Linked DNA regions of Columba livia: region 2 is linked to region 1. A link is a contact called in public Hi-C data. All regions are on one chromosome and are shown on one strand. The core of a region is the stretch at or near the end of the contact, and the rest is flanking DNA. Distances in the headings are between cores, read along the strand shown.

Region 1 (4,600 bases), core at 1,219-3,718:
TGGTGTCAGAGGAAGGAGAATGTGGCCCAGACCTGATGCAAATCTTCCCACAGGCAGGCAGAGCAGCATGATTTGTTTAAACATGGCATGCTGGTGGCTGCAGACAGAGATCACTCCCAGCAACTCCATCAACGTGTATAATATCCTGCTAGTTAAATCTAGCCTTGGTAAATATCTCCATCATGTTATCCTCCAAGCAAATATAGTACCTGCATGGAAGAAATTCCTCAGAATGTTTCCTGTCTGGAGCTCAAGCTTGCCAGGGACTGAATTTCCTGTGAGGCTACAGTTGGGAATGCAAAGCAAAGAAGCTAACAAGAAAACGAGATGATACATATTTGAACCTGGTCTATGCAGACCCTCCTCAAAAGCACATTCCCCCACTCTTTTAATAAAAATTAAACACTTAGATTTTCAAATACTTGCTGGGTAATTTTTTATTAGTAATTCTTATTTTTACCCCACTGCCTCCCTTTCTGCCTATTTTTTTCCAGCTGCAACTCTGTGACTTACACATCCTGAAAATGGAAGAGGTTGTTTTTGCCAATAGCAAAGTGCTATGCATCCTTTCAACCATCTGGAAATAGATTTTTTATTCTTCCCCTCTCTCAACCACACACGCACGTGCACACACACAACCAATTCCTTCTCTCTTGAAATCATTTCCCGCACCAAAACTGATGGCCATGAAAAGAATTCAATAAAAAAGTTCCACAGGCATTAAGAGGCCAAGACAGAATAAACACTGTCACTTCCTGGCCACTTGTTCTCATCCGAACTGCCACCTCGCAAGGAAGCGATGAATGCAAAGGAGCATGCGATTCAGTGGTTAGAGATTAGGAGGGGTAGTTAAGGCTCCTGTGTTTTTGCCCTGGCTCTGCTACAAATCTCCTTTGTCACTAAAAGCAAGTTGCCTATCTGCTTGGTGCCTCAGCCCCCCCACTATAAACAGGGATACAGATACTTTCCAACCCTGTGTGATGATCAATGCGTTTGTGTTTGTAACGTGAGCTGATCTCCAGAGATGAAAGAAGTAATCTAAAGTGAAAATTGCCATGATAGCTCTATGCTGAGACTAACAGAGTCAAGCAGGACAGTCTGGGAGCCAGAGACTAGACTTGATCATCTCTTGCCCAGAGGCAAATGTTAAGTGAGCTATGTCACTGTGCTATCCAGATGACTGCAGGTCTGCAAGAGGAGACAAAGAAGAGCCAGAGCCACACTGACTGGTACAAACATGCTTACGGTGTCCAGCTGAGAATGAGTAACAGCTGCTTGCTCATCATCCTGATTTCTGTCACTACTAGTGTTTCTGAATGCTGAAGTGTCCCAATGCTGTGACTCAGGGCTGTGAGTCATTGGCTGTATGTCTCTACCGCGTGGAATCACTCACTTGCTCTCTCCGATGAGATTGCAGAAATCACAGATTATCTTGGGTCTCCTACAGTGGTAAGTCTTAAAAATATAGGCAGATATTTACAAACATATCCAGAACAAAGTCATTCTGTCTCCAATGACTGTCTGTCGGGGATTTGTATTAAAGAACAATTTCACATACACACCTCCACCCAATAAATCTAGAAAAGGTAGATTTTTTTTTTTTTCCTTTCATGGACATTTAATTCCTATATCCCCAAAGCTCTAGTAAATCTGCACTAAATAGGATGCAGGGATGCAGCACAGGTAGCATTCAACCTTTTGCCTCCCCTGCTTTTACCAGTTACATGTTTAGATCTGAAGTGCTGACAGCAGGGTGACACACTGCTTTTTTGGCATCATATATGCCTTATCCTTCTGCAGGCTCTCCAGCCTTCCTGGTCAGGAAGCTTTGATCTAGCAGCATTCTCCTAACCTCAGTGCTAGGCTGCAATTAGTTGCTCACAGGGCTGCAGCAGGAGGCCTCTCTGAGCTGGCTGGCAAGACCTCTGAGAAGACACCAGGTACTCCTGAGGAATCACCAAGCCTTGAGTTGACCACATGCAATGTGGCGGCCAATTTTCCCATCTACAGACTGCAGCAGCAACCAGCTGCACTCTCAGAAGCTCACCTCCAGTTTATATAAATTCTTTGTTGATACAGGTGCAGCTGAAGTGGCCACTACATTCTCTTGAGATGAGGGAGCAGGGGCTCACCTCAGCGCTGAGGTGCAAAGCCCTGCGTGATCTCAGCGGCTGGGAACCTCCTGCACTGCCTGCCTGTACAGCACCTCACCAGTGCAGCGGAGGTCCCACGCTGACAAGAGTGGAATCGCCGATACTCCTCTAGCAGCACCGCGGTTTGTGTTGGCAAAAGAGTGTTTCTGTTGGCATATGCCTCTTCCCTGAATTGATTAAGTCATGCCTGGTTTTGCAAATATCTCTGCAGCAAGGTGTTTTGTTGGTGTACAGCTGTGGTTAGGAATTACTCTCTGTTCTCACAGCCAGTTTGAATCCTTCCCCGAAAATGAGATAAAAGACCAGGATGGGACCAGGACGGCAACATCTCTGAGTGAGCTTTCTGTGTGCCGAGACAAAGCGAGTGCACTTCTATGTCTGAACTAATGCAGACAGCCCCCAAGATCTGTCCCAGGAAAGCAAACACAATGCTCCGAGCACAGGGACTCCCGAGTGATAGGAAGTGACCTCAGCACACCAATTCCTCTATTCCCGTAACTCTCTGTGGGTTTGCCAATAATCCTTATCGTCCTTGCTGAGAAAGGAGTGCCTTTGCTAACTGATTACATCCTCCTTCCCTTACTGTGGTCAGCCAGTTGCTGCATGCCAGAAGCAGCTGGTACGATTGATAGATAAGCACACATCTCAATATATTTTCCTCTGTCTGCTGTAACCACATGCATCCCGATAGCCACCAGAACAGCAGTTCTAGAAAGGAGTGAAACAACACAGAGCACTTTTGTTACCAGTGCTAGTGTTCTAGAAACAGCAGTCCAGGGAATCTCAGCTTTTCCTGTGTTTCTGCACAAAATATCACAGGGCTCTATGAAGGAAGGCAGGATGCTTGCAACCCTCCCTACCACCCCGCAACGACAGCACGTCCCCCAGCCCAACAACCCCTGCAGACAAGCCAATTCATCTGCCAAACCCAGAAGAAGGAGGGTTGGAGACCCTGAGATTTCAGGAGCCCAAGATGCCACCTCTCAGCTAGCAACCCTCTCAATGCAACAGCACAGTTAACCAATAAAAATCTTCAGGACCACCTCTACTCCAAGCGCATCACCCTCTTGTAAGCAGCATTTCATAAAAGGCATCTTGGGCCAAATTTCTCTTTGATTTGAGTCACAGGAGTGACACCAGAGGTTGAGTTAGCCCACTTTGTGAAGTGACTAAGAAGATGGCCTTTTTTTTTTTTTGTACCAGTTCCTGGAATCTGTTTCGTAGACATGGCCTTTCCCTTGCTGTCAGCTCACCCCGTGAGGTGGCTAGGGATGTTCAAATGGCATCTTCTTTGACCTTTCTGGTACTGAAATGATTGTTGTTGCGTTTTGGAGGCTTCTGAGAAGCTCCCACAAGCCTCTGTCCCCTCATCTCCCGAACTGCATCTGCAGCATCCAACCACAGTCCCTGCGGAGGGCAGCGTGGCTCTCACAGTGACGACACCGCACCCTTAATTTGTTCCAGCCTGTTTCACACTGACATTTTAGCACTGACGTCATCAGCTGCTAAAATTTCATTGCTGCTGCTAAGAATAAGAGCCCTTCTGATCCCCCACCTTGCACCAAATAATTATTTATTAATACACTAGGGATCTAGGCTTATCCTTTCTGACACAAATCTTGTTCTGGTGGTTAAAAGAAGTAAGAACAAAAAGAACAAAGCACCAAGGATGATTATGTGTTCTGTCAACCTGGCTGGGACCAAAAAAAACCCACAAACAAACAAACAAAAAACCAACCAAACAAAAACAAACAAACAAACAAACAAACCCCAGTGTATTGTTAAGTAGTATGAGTGCTATAAAAATGAACAGGAAAAGTTCAGACTGATTTGTTTTAATGCTTCCTCAACTGACAGTCTTAGGCAGTGTGAATTGCTTAAATAGCCTAGGCTACAGTTTGCCCCAGGAGTCCCTTACAAAGCCTCTTCCAAATTCTGCAAGGCTTTGTACCTTGAATATTTGCTTATACTGGTGCAGCGTGGGCGTAACATACTGCCAAATCCAAATTCCCTATTGACTCTGGGGCCCGAACCAAATCCCATCGATTTCTGTGGGAGGATTTCTAATAACTTGAATGGGCATCGAATCAAACCTAAATTGGCAGTGCTCTGCACCCATTTGGCATAGTGTAGTTGTCTGCATAAGGTGGAGAATCAGGTCCAAAGACACTGAGAAATGCTTTAATTAAGAGCATTACTGAGGAAAGCAAGCTTTTTCATTATTAAGCTGATAAACCGAATTTGTTCTATACTTTTAATGGCAAAGGGTCAGATTTTCAAAGACACTTGGTCTGAAGACGAAGCCAAGTGCTTACAGGATTTCCAAGAAATATTTAAAGGCAAATCAGGTGCTGAGGATCCTTTCAAATCAACAGGTCCGTTAACTTATTTACATGCTTTTGAAAATCCTAGAAGGATTTGCATTTCTGTTAGACGTATGAATCTAA
Region 2 (4,600 bases), core at 763-3,262, 110 kb after region 1:
CATAGAGATTTTGGTCGGATTAAACTCTTGCCAGCTAAATTTAAACACACGCTTTTCCTTGTTTTATTAAGTGCCCGAAGTCCCATGCTAGTAACAGAGAGAATGAGGCTGCCCTTTTTCAGTCGAAGCAAATTAGCTTATCATTAATAAAAAGCCTCTCACTGATCCTTAAAGTAGAGGCTAATAATGGTGAGTCAGATACATCCTTGTGACAGCATTTGTGCAATTTAAGAAACTCTCTCAGCTGCCTGAAAAGTGAAATGGCTTTTCTTCAACTGCTTAATCTAGGTGTAACAGCATCTATGGCTACAACACATGGTTTAATCTCTGGTTACAGCACAGCTAGTTAATATGGCTTTGAATAAATGCCTGTATTTCTATCATATCACACTTGCAGCCAAAAAAATTACAGTTTTCTTTTGTGTTTGTTTGTTTAAGTGTCAAGAAAAAGCCCAAAGCTGCAGCTGTCAGCAATGCTTCAACTGGCAGACAACTTTTTGATGATTTTTTTCCCCCACATTTTAGAGAGACAGAAAAATGAATGTCTGGAGGTTAGAGCACTATGTTTTATATTTCAGTATAACGTCACAAGCATCTGATAGCTTGTTCACACATAATGTCAAGATCAGTTCTACAAGATCTTACTCTGACTTACAAGACAACTATTCTTCTTGGAAAGCTGCCACGGTGTTCTGCAGATTACATAAAGCATTAAATCTTTCTGACACAGGTTCTATGATTAGTTAAGGGTTTTCATAATTTCTGCAACACGTCTATGCCTAAACTGTACTTACTCCTCAGCATATTCTTCTAATCATTTATTCTACACTTTATTGACCTACAGGCTTTGATATAATTGTCTGCTGATTCAGATTGAGGAATTGTTTTTTTCACTGCAGAATTCCCAGCAGGACAAATTGATGAAGTCCAGATACATACACTTTTAAATCCTATTTTAACCAAGTCTGCATATAAAGTTTAAAAACAGATGTGTATAAAATAGTGCAAATCAAAGACCGATTTACAAGTTTACTGGGGCTGACAAGGTCAGCCAGTTTAGGTTAGCATTTGCATCATCGCCAACTCTTGCAATTTTGCTTGAATTCTTCTGATATTTGGTGTTCACTATAAAACACAGGCTGCTGGAACCAAGAGCTTTCATGAACTTCTGTACTTTAATTTTTAAAAGAAGTTTCCAAACCTTACCTATGTGCAAAAAAAAAAAAAAAAAGAAGACAGTGAGACCCAAGCACCTAATTCTAAAAGCAAAATAAATAAACAGGTATTAAAACATTAATTTAAAAAACGATTTAATGATTTAAAAATCAGCTTTTGGGTACTGAGGTACTAATTTTTTGAGGGTTTCCTGTTTCCACTTCTTGATCTCTTTGGATATGAATAGCTTGGGAGGCCTTCTCTTTCCCTCTGGTTTCAAAGAGTCACGTAAAATACCGTCTGCAAGTAAGCAACTTATAACCTAGTTTTTAACGAAGTTAAATTCAGTGTTTTTTTGCAATATTAAGCCTTCTTTCTCGCTTTTCTAGGGTAGACAAGTGCTTTGAACTGAACACGCGTTACAATTGACCACCTTTATTTATGTTCATAAAATCATTTTAAACCGCTGATCAAGAGCATCAGAGTTCACTGTGAAACGCTGCATTTCTGGCAAGGCTAAGGCCGAGACGCCCAGCACAGCTGAGAACACAAACCCGGGCCTCTCTTCTCCCCGCAGTCACAGACAGCTGATCAAAGCTCCAGCAGACAACACGTCCTAACTTCTCCCCGTTCCCACAGGCTCCTCTCGAAGTGTTCTGTGCAGGGCTGACATCACCCGGGCCCAGCCGCCCCCAGCGGCAGCTCCGCCGCTGCCGTGCCGCAGCCAGCCGCGCTCGGCTCCTCGCCTCCCTTCCCTCTGCCCGGAGCTCTGCGCCGCCAAACCTGGCGCCGGCCCCACTTCTCCTGTCCCGGCCTGGAGGGAGACGTGACACTCTCTGTTCTCGGCCCAGGGCAAGAGGGGTGGGGTGTACCCGGCCCGGCCTGCCCTTGGGAGGCACAGAGAGCCGCTGCTGTGCCCCCGGCAGCGTGACGCCCTGCGCTCCCCTGACCTCGGGGCTTCTCCGTCCAGGGGTCTGCGGGAGTACTCCCGGTACTAACCTGACCAGGTCGGTCATACAGGATCCTACAACCACCACTTCAGCGGCCATGGCGCCAGGGGAAGCGGCAGCCGCAGACCCGGCTGCCCGGCCAAGCCGCCGCCCGGGCCTTGGACCCTGGACTCGGCCTCCGCGCCAGGCCCCGCCGCCCCAGCGGCTTCGCCCGTTGCCAGGGGCGACGGGCGGGGGAGGTGGTGGCGGCGGATGGCCCGCAGGGGCCTTCGGCCGGGAGGGCTGCCCTTGGCGAACGCCTGCTGGCAAGGCCGCCCCCTCCCCTCCTCGCCCTGTCCCACGCCCCGCTCCGGTCGCGAAGAAACCGCCGCCCCACGCCTGCGCGGCGAGACCGTCTGCCCAGGCACTGCGGCGGCCGCCAATATCGAGGCCGGTGAAGACCCCCTCCGTCCCGGGGAGCGGAGGCGCGCACGCCGCGCGGTGGGGCGGGAGCGGGTGGCCGGGACTGGCGCGTGGCCGCGGCCGTTGCTAAGGGGCTGTGTTCCGGCCGCCGTAGGTATGGCGGGGCCCGGGACGGGGAGGAGCGGGCGGGAGCAGCGCCCCTACCAGCCACGGGGGAGCGGTGCGGGGGCGGCAGATCGGGCGGGCGGGCGGGCGGGCTGGCTGGCTGGCTGGCTTGCTTATGCCCCGGCACCGGCCCCTGCTCCCTCCGCCAGCCTCGAGGCTCTTGTGGCCGGGGGGGTGCCGGAGGCGGCGGGCCCGGCCTGGGAGGAGCTGGCCAGGAGGCGGCGCGGGGGCCGGTGCGGCCCAGGGCGACGGCCGGCCTTAGCACCGCCCGGCGGTGGCCTGCCCCGCTCCCGGGCGCCGCCGCCGGGGCGGCTCCGCACGGCTCAGCTCCGCACGGCTCAGCACAGCTCAGCACAGCTCAGCACAGCCCGCAGCGCCTGGGCTGGCGGCCCCGCTCCTCGCGCCGGCACGTGGCCCAGCGAGCCTCACGAGGGGCGGGCGGCGACCCGACCAACGGGGCCCGGCTCGGGGGGAGCCGGGACCGGCCCGGGGAGCTGGGGCTTCACCCGGCGCTCCGCTGGCGCACGTTACTGGTCGTGTTGCGGGCTGGCAGGTGGGGGAGCGGTTGGGCACGGTAGCAGGAGGTGGGTGTAGGTCCCCACTTCTCCCCATAGCCAGACCCCCCTTGCAGCGGCCCTCAAAGTAAAAGCCACAAAACCAAGTTGCCGACAGCCCGCCCGAGAAGGTTAGGCGGGAAAGTTTCCCTCACGCTTCAAAGCCTCTGTCACAATATTTACCTTCTTAGAGGTTCACTCCGTGCCCATAGTGTCATTCGCGATGCTGGGGGAGCAGAGTACCACAGGTCCGAACGCTAGTGCTCAAAGCGGTGCCTGGGATTTTATGGTTACCATGAAGTCTGTGAAGCATATGCTACCTTTGCCTGAACGATATCTAAAATATAAAAGGATTCAACCATTAGTTTGTTTACTTCTTTCAAATGTTTTGGTTTGGGAGGGAAACGGTCTAGTGAATTTTGTTTTTGTTAATTCCCTTGAGTTTGTTCGTGTTCTGTTTCCAGTACTGTGGGAAAATTAAGGTGGGGAAAAAGAACTGTGTATATGACAACTGAAACTTACTAAAATGGCACTGGTTTTGTTGTAGTTTGTAAAGAGCTTTGTTTACAAAATAAATTGGTGTGTTTAATTGATAGTGACCCTTTAAGTATTGTGTGTCTGGCTTCTTATGTAGAAGGTATTGTGGGTCTTAAAGAAATGGTACAATTACACCAAGAAAAATGCCTAGGAGTCATTTACATTGTGTTTCGACAATATGTCCATATTTTATTAACAAAAACATAAGGAATGTCATCCTGTAGTTAATTTTGGAAGGTGCATCTGTTCAGCTTTGATCACCACGTGTATCTTATGTCTCAATTCTACCCTTGTAACATTTGCAGTCCCCTTAAAATGTGTTATCATTGGAATAAATTCTGAGATCTCTGTGGATACCTTCGGGATTGCTAGAAATATAGCTTGTTTTTCAGCATGTTTTTTGTGGTTTAAGAAGTTCTTACCCTCCATCAGTTCAGCTACCCCTCTGCTTGAAATTGAAGATGGCAGACTGAACTGTGTGCCCTGTTTTAGCCAATCTTGTGCAAAGAATAATTTAAGTTTAAACTATTTTTTATTAGCTGCAAGCTAAGCCATTGGACTTTACATTGTAATAGGTCAGGTATGGGCTTGTGTTCTCTCAGTTGCTCTGGTGAAGAATGAAGGTGAGTAGGCAGTAATTTTTGGTAGAAAAGTAACAAACAGGCAGTGGCATCTTAAACCGTCACAGGTGTTCGCTAAGAAAACTTAAGTTGTTGCCTGTTGTCAGTTATGGGAAATCATATAAGTTAAGAGAATGTGTTATATATTAGGACATGGATATTTAATCTTCAGCTTCCTTAGCTGCCATAAAATGGAGGAATCAGTGTATTAAAGATA

Evidence for each region. A called contact is a pair of places that touch in the nucleus more often than the background predicts.
Region 2: a Hi-C map of crop shows a contact between it and region 1, with 4 times the contacts expected there. The contact joins the promoter of BABAM2 here to the enhancer-like site in region 1. A contact is called at or near these places in 2 of 2 Hi-C or Micro-C datasets (crop and liver).

Annotation. Positions count from the first base shown.
Region 1 is chr3:90,794,688-90,799,287 of bColLiv1.pat.W.v2, forward strand. It overlaps LOC110359766 (a long non-coding RNA gene), which reads left to right. Exons shown (of 3, transcript XR_010471551.1): 3 at 1-421. Among named protein-coding and RNA genes, the nearest start is that of TRNASTOP-UCA, 5.2 kb to the right of the region's middle. Within about 2 kb of position 2,469, at least 1 of the 3 cell types and tissues checked has an H3K27ac peak away from gene starts, as active enhancers do.
Region 2 is chr3:90,905,381-90,909,980 of bColLiv1.pat.W.v2, forward strand. It overlaps BABAM2 (BRISC and BRCA1 A complex member 2), which reads left to right and starts at 2,013. Exons shown (of 12, transcript XM_065058171.1): 1 at 2,013-2,162. It overlaps RBKS (ribokinase), which reads right to left and starts at 3,612. Exons shown (of 8, transcript XM_021289484.2): 1 at 3,410-3,612. The coding sequence starts at 3,444.